Linked DNA regions of Mus musculus: region 1 is linked to region 2. The links are chromatin contacts, called in public Hi-C maps. All regions are on one chromosome and are shown on one strand. Each heading gives the region's core, a stretch centred on a gene start, on an enhancer-like site or on the middle of the called end of the contact. The rest is flanking DNA. Distances are from core to core; before and after follow the strand shown.

Region 1 (2,700 bases), core at 111-2,610, 430 kb before region 2:
CCCTGCACAGACACAGCTCTTTATCAATGTGCACTCTCCAAGTTCCAACCTCTCCTTCACAGGAGAGGAGGACTCGATCAAACCAGAGCCACTGACACCAAGGTGTTCTGCCCCCTGTCCCTGCACAGATGTACCCCCAGAATGCTACACTCTTAGAGGCACGGGCCACGTCTGTCTCTCTAAGGTTACCCCCTGAGTCCTATCATAGTAGCTGACACATGGATGGAGTTTCGGGTGACCAGAATAAGTAACATTTCTAAGCCAGGATCTTGTCTGGGACTTTGAGTTTCAAGTATCCTCCTTGTGCCCACCAGCGCAGAGTGGTTATCTGAGGGTTTCTTTTCTCAGAGCAAATCAGAGCTGCTCCAGACAGGTTAGGCAGAAGCTCTATAGGGAGGGTCGCTGCTCCCCTGAGTCCCCACCAGAATCTCTTCCTGTTCACCCACCTGGGCATCTTAGAAGCTACTTGTCACCTGGTTCACGGGCTGCAGTGTATCTTCTGTACCTTCCTCATATGCAGAATGGGAAGGGAAACCCCACACTCTTTACAGAGTTGGTGTGTGGATTGAGTGTGAAAACACTGGATGGAATACGGTGTTAAACACAAATTCCATGAAGAGGTCTTAACTGCCGGCTGGGTTACTGTCACCATGATCAGCCTTTCCTGGGACAAAGTGCAGAACAGAACCCTGGACCTTAGGGAATCTCAAATCTCAGGGAGAGATGTGGTTTAAGGTGGTTCTAATTTCCCCTGTGCTTGGCTCCTTCGGGGGTGAATCTCTTGGGTCTGTAGGCCCTTGAGACCGTAAGCAGATGCTTCGGCGGCATCACCAGGTAACGAGAGCCTTCCTGGGCTAGGACACCATTGCTGCCTGTGCTAAGGAGTATCAGAAGGGAACTTTCCAGGGAATGCTGAGGGAGGGAGGACAAAGGAGAGCGACTGGTCTCCCTGGAGCGGACACAGAACTGCCTCAGCACCAGAGGGGAGGCAGGAACTGGGAGTAGTCCCAGGCTTATTCCCGACAGGTACATCCAAGGTCTCAGACGCCTGCCGTGAAGTCCCTTCTGCATCCAGAACCCAGAGTCCAGGCTCACTGGCTCTGGGGCTCACTTTCAGTGCTGGGGCTTCTCGGCTGCCTTTTCCTATTTGTGATTCAAACCGACCTACGCTGCCCTCCCGGAGAACCATTGTTAGAGATTCCATTTGGACAGACCTTCCTGCCACCCGTCACTGGCATTGAAGGTGTTCTGACACTCGGGAAGGCCTCTTAGAAATGTCTACTATTGGGGCTTCTTATCTTTGTGACTCAGGGTTGCTGGACGCCTAGCGAAAAAACACAATGGGGAAGTAATTTGGATGCTGGGCTGATAAAGGACTGCAGCTGTCAGCCATCCTGACTCAGTTTGTGCTCAGCAAGAGGCGGCATTGTTCTCAGGCTGACTTTATAATGAGGAGATGCTCTGAGTGCAGACTTATAAAATACATTTTTGCTAATGAACAATTGCCTGCATTTTGGTTTTCATATTGTGAGTGAGTGTAAGTAACGGTTGAACGAGAATCCCGGTGCCTGGAAAATGTGGTGTTCCCAGAACAGGAAATGTCATATCAGTGAACATCCAGGACAGAGGCAGGCAGGCAGGCAGGCAGGCAGGCAGGAGGGGAGAATGGGCAAAGGGCAGCAGGTGGCCCGCTTCCAGGCCAGTGCAAGATCTGGCTGGCCCTTCTCTTCATGACTCCTCATTTTACACAAAGCAGATTTGCAAACACAGTGCCTCCCCACCACCCACCCACCCACCCACACACATACATACACACACACACATACACCTTTGAGACAGTCTTGCTCTATCCCAATCTGGCTTCAATTTTGCAATCCTCCTGCCTCTGCCTCCTGATTACAGGCATGCACCACCTCTCCCAGCTATAAAGTTTCGTTCATGAGGAGCAAATGCCGAATGCAACTCAGTGGCCAAGATCCCACATTTTCTGTGTTACTATACAACCTCAGCAGAACAAATTATAATGAGTTCAGACACCTAAGATATCACAGACTTATCCTTGCACAGTTCTGGAACTTAAGAGCCTCTGTGAATCTCAGTGAGCTAACATCTGTGTGGCGTGGCTGTGACCCTTCTGGAGCCGCTTGCCTGTCCCTGCCTCCAGAATGTGCTGACCCATCTTGTTCTGAGGCCCCTCCCTCTGGCTCCATCTCCAGAATCATGGCCAAACTCACATCTTCTGTTTCTTTCTTCTGCTTTTCAGGACTCTATGATTAAATTGGCCCACCTGAATGATGCAGAGAACTTCTTGTTTAAAGGTTGTCTTAGTCGGGGTTTCTATTCCTGCACAAACATCATGACCAAGAAGCAAGTTGGGGAGGAAAGGGTTTATTCAGCTTACAATTCCATACTGCTGTTTATCACCAAGGAAGTCAGGACTGGAACTCAAACAGGTCAGGAAGCAGGAGCTGATGCAGAGGCCATGGAGGGATGTTCTTTACTGGCTTGCTTCCCCTGGCTTGCTCAGCCTGCTCTCTTATAGAACCAAGACTACCAGCCCAGAGATGGTCCCACCCACAAGGTGCCTTTCCCCCTTGATCACTAATTGAGAAAATGACTTACAGTTGGATCTCATGGAGACATTTCCTCAACTGAAGCTCCTTTTTCTGTGATAACTCCAGCTGTGTCAAGTTGACACAA
Region 2 (2,700 bases), core at 78-2,577:
AGCCTGGTCTAGAGTGTGAGTTCCAGGACAGCCAGGGCTACACAGAGACACCCTGTCTCAAAAACAAAACAAAACACAACAAAACAAAACAAAAAAGCAAAACAACAACAACAATAATAGTAATAATGATAGAGATGCAAACAGATATGACCACCATGTACCCTTACCAGGAAAAAGAGGAGCGACCTTTGCAGCAGCATGGACCATACAAGTCCCTGATGGTGTTTGGGTGTGTTACCATGCAAAGGTAATACCTCACTAGCAGTAGTAAGGCTATTAGGATCGTCCCCATGAAAGAGGCAAGGGAATAACTGGGTTAGCCCAGGAAGTGCCACAGGTCTACAGCACCGCACAGCCTCCCTTAATTAAGGACAGTAATCCTGGCTTCCTGTGCCCACGCTGATTTCAGAGCTCTGGCACGACAGGGTCTAGCCATATGCTGCCTCTCCTGAGCCCCACCCTGAGCCTGATCCCTGCTAGGTTGGTGGGAGGGGGCTAGTGAACCATGTATCATCTGCCAGCAGAGGCCTGGGTGCTGCCAGGGGTGGGGGACTGCCACCCCCCAGGCAGTGGACAGGGCCTCTCGCATCCGTTACTTGCCCCCGGGCCACGTTCTGCCCACCGCACAGCAGTGATAGATAGTTTGTGAAACACCCCGAGCTTGCGGTTGACCAGAATTCTGAAATAATTCCATTGAGACCGGAATTCATGCAATGCTCTGTATCCTGATGTGGTAAAGAAGGTGGCCCACGGGGTGGCGGGGGGAGGCAGGGGCTGTGAAGGCCCAGGGATGGTGAGACAGCCATCAGGCCCTGCAGCAGGGGTTCTGCTGGCCCCCCTCACCCACGGGCTCCGGAAGGCCCATCTGACAGGAGCAGGGCCCTGATAAGCGCCACCTGACCATGAGGCCCCAGGCAGAGAGATTAATGCTCAAATTGTCAACAGCCTCCCACGACATACCCCATGGGGGAGCAGGGGCCAAGAAGAGACAACCGGGAAAGGACAGAAGAGATGTCAGCGAGAAATGGACAAGAGGAAGGCTCAGTCTCCCTGCCTCCTGCGCTCAGCTTGCTACGTCAACCCACACTGGCCTGGGTTGGCCTACCAGGGCAAGATGCCAAGACTTGAGGCACAGCAAGCATCATGGCGCTCAGTCATGTTCCAAGCTGGCCCCAAGCCTGAGCAGGCCCTGGCTATGTTATACAGGAGGATGGCTGGTAATCTGCCAACATCCAGGAAGCCTCGGGGCTTCTCTAGGCAGGCAGGTCAGCTCCGGAGCCTCCTCTCCTGGGCCAGGACTCCAACCCTATCAGCCCCTGGCTGCTGTCCTGGATGGAACGTGGGTTTCCCCTGCATGGGTCCCCGCCTCATTCTTCGGCAGACTGGTATCATATCTGGGTTTGGCAGTCGCTGGGCCATTACATTCAGGACTCGCTGCAGTCCTCAGGTTCCGGCTGACTAAGGTTCCTAAGCTGTGGGGAAACCAGAAACTCAAGAGATGGGTTTTCTACGAAGCAAAATGTATTCTCTGAATGCCTTCCCTGTGCTCTGTGGTTATCTAACGCCCCCATCCCTGTCTTCTTAAGGGAAAACCCGCCCTCCCCCCCCCTTTTTTTTCTGAAGAAAGGGTGATCTGAGAAATCAGTGTCATAAAGCCAGACCCTGGGTCTCTCACCCGCTCCACGGTGACTGGGTTTTGAATTTCCATCTCTATGTGCATTTGGGTTTTCACTGTGTGTTGTATTTCCAGCTTTGCCTTAGAAGCTCTACTCCGCTCTGGCAACCCAGGCCACTGCCCTTCTCAGCCCTGAACCAGGAGCAGAGCAGTGGCCACCCTTGAAGAGGACAGTGCCATCCGTCTTGACTGTCCTGCAGCACCTGAGTGTGTTAGCATGTCCTCTGGCCTCTATGGTGGGCAGATGGTCCCCTCTGTTCCCCTCTGTCCCATCCAAGGACAGTAGGGACTCCAAATGTCAGGCCAGGTGCTGTCCCAAAGGGCACAAACAGGCATGGGTGCCCTTGAGGAGGTCAGAGACACGGTCTGTCTCCATTTCCATGTGTGTCCATTTTCTCATTAAGTTGCCAAGGACAGATGTCACAGCCTCAGGACCTTGGGAGCCAGGCTGGAACCAAAGGGGAATTCTGGGAAAAGGAACAGAAAGAATGGGAGAAAATATACAGGAAGCCTTGGTACACCAGGTTAGTGTCCATCAGAACTGACTCCAGACACAGACAGTAATGTGCAAATACCTTCAGACATTAAACGTTGAACCCGAACTCATGGATTTTATTTCTTTGAAACAGAGTTTCATTCTGGAGTCCAGAATGGCCTTGCTCTCCTTCCGAGGACAACAGGCCTACGCCACTCTATATATGCAGCTTTGAATTCAAGTTGATTTTTTTATTTCTTTTGTTTTGTTTTAATTTGACCTGATGTTTTGAGGCAGAGTCCTATGTAACCCAGGTTAGTCTCAAACTCAACAAGTAGTCAAAGATGCTCTTGAACTCTTCTTAATCCTCCTGCCTCCACTTCCCCAGTTCTGGAATTATACATATATGCTGTCACATTCCGTCCTGAATTTAACTTGTAATAATGTTAACAGAATGTCATACAGGGAAGATTCAGCTGCTGGGAGGAACCTCATTGGGAAAGAAGGAGAGGCACACACATACTCATTCACACACACACACACACACACA

What was found. A called contact is a pair of places that touch in the nucleus more often than the background predicts.
Region 1: a contact with region 2 is called in a Hi-C map of the G1E-ER4 cell line, with 2.0 times the contacts expected there. The contact joins two enhancer-like sites. A contact is called at or near these places in 2 of 15 datasets of contacts at CTCF or cohesin (the NIH/3T3 cell line and pro-B cells), 3 of 484 Hi-C or Micro-C datasets (the G1E-ER4 cell line and the N1E-115 cell line), 1 of 115 datasets of contacts at active chromatin or transcription factors (acute myeloid leukemia) and 1 of 9 other capture datasets (embryonic stem cells).

What each region holds. Positions count from the first base shown.
Region 1 is chr6:88,543,916-88,546,615 of GRCm38.p6, reverse strand. It overlaps Kbtbd12 (kelch repeat and BTB (POZ) domain containing 12), which reads left to right. Exons shown (of 6, transcript NM_001278671.2): 6 at 1-1,499. Among named protein-coding and RNA genes, the nearest start is that of Sec61a1, 26 kb to the right of the region's middle. Within about 2 kb of position 1,360, at least 22 of the 459 cell types and tissues checked have an H3K27ac peak or open chromatin away from gene starts, as enhancers often do. A contact at or near this core is called in the G1E-ER4 cell line, where this site is marked.
Region 2 is chr6:88,115,143-88,117,842 of GRCm38.p6, reverse strand. No RefSeq gene overlaps it. Among named protein-coding and RNA genes, the nearest start is that of Mir6376, 12 kb to the right of the region's middle. RefSeq lists an enhancer at 460-1,018. Within about 2 kb of position 1,327, at least 61 of the 459 cell types and tissues checked have an H3K27ac peak or open chromatin away from gene starts, as enhancers often do. A contact at or near this core is called in the G1E-ER4 cell line, where this site is marked.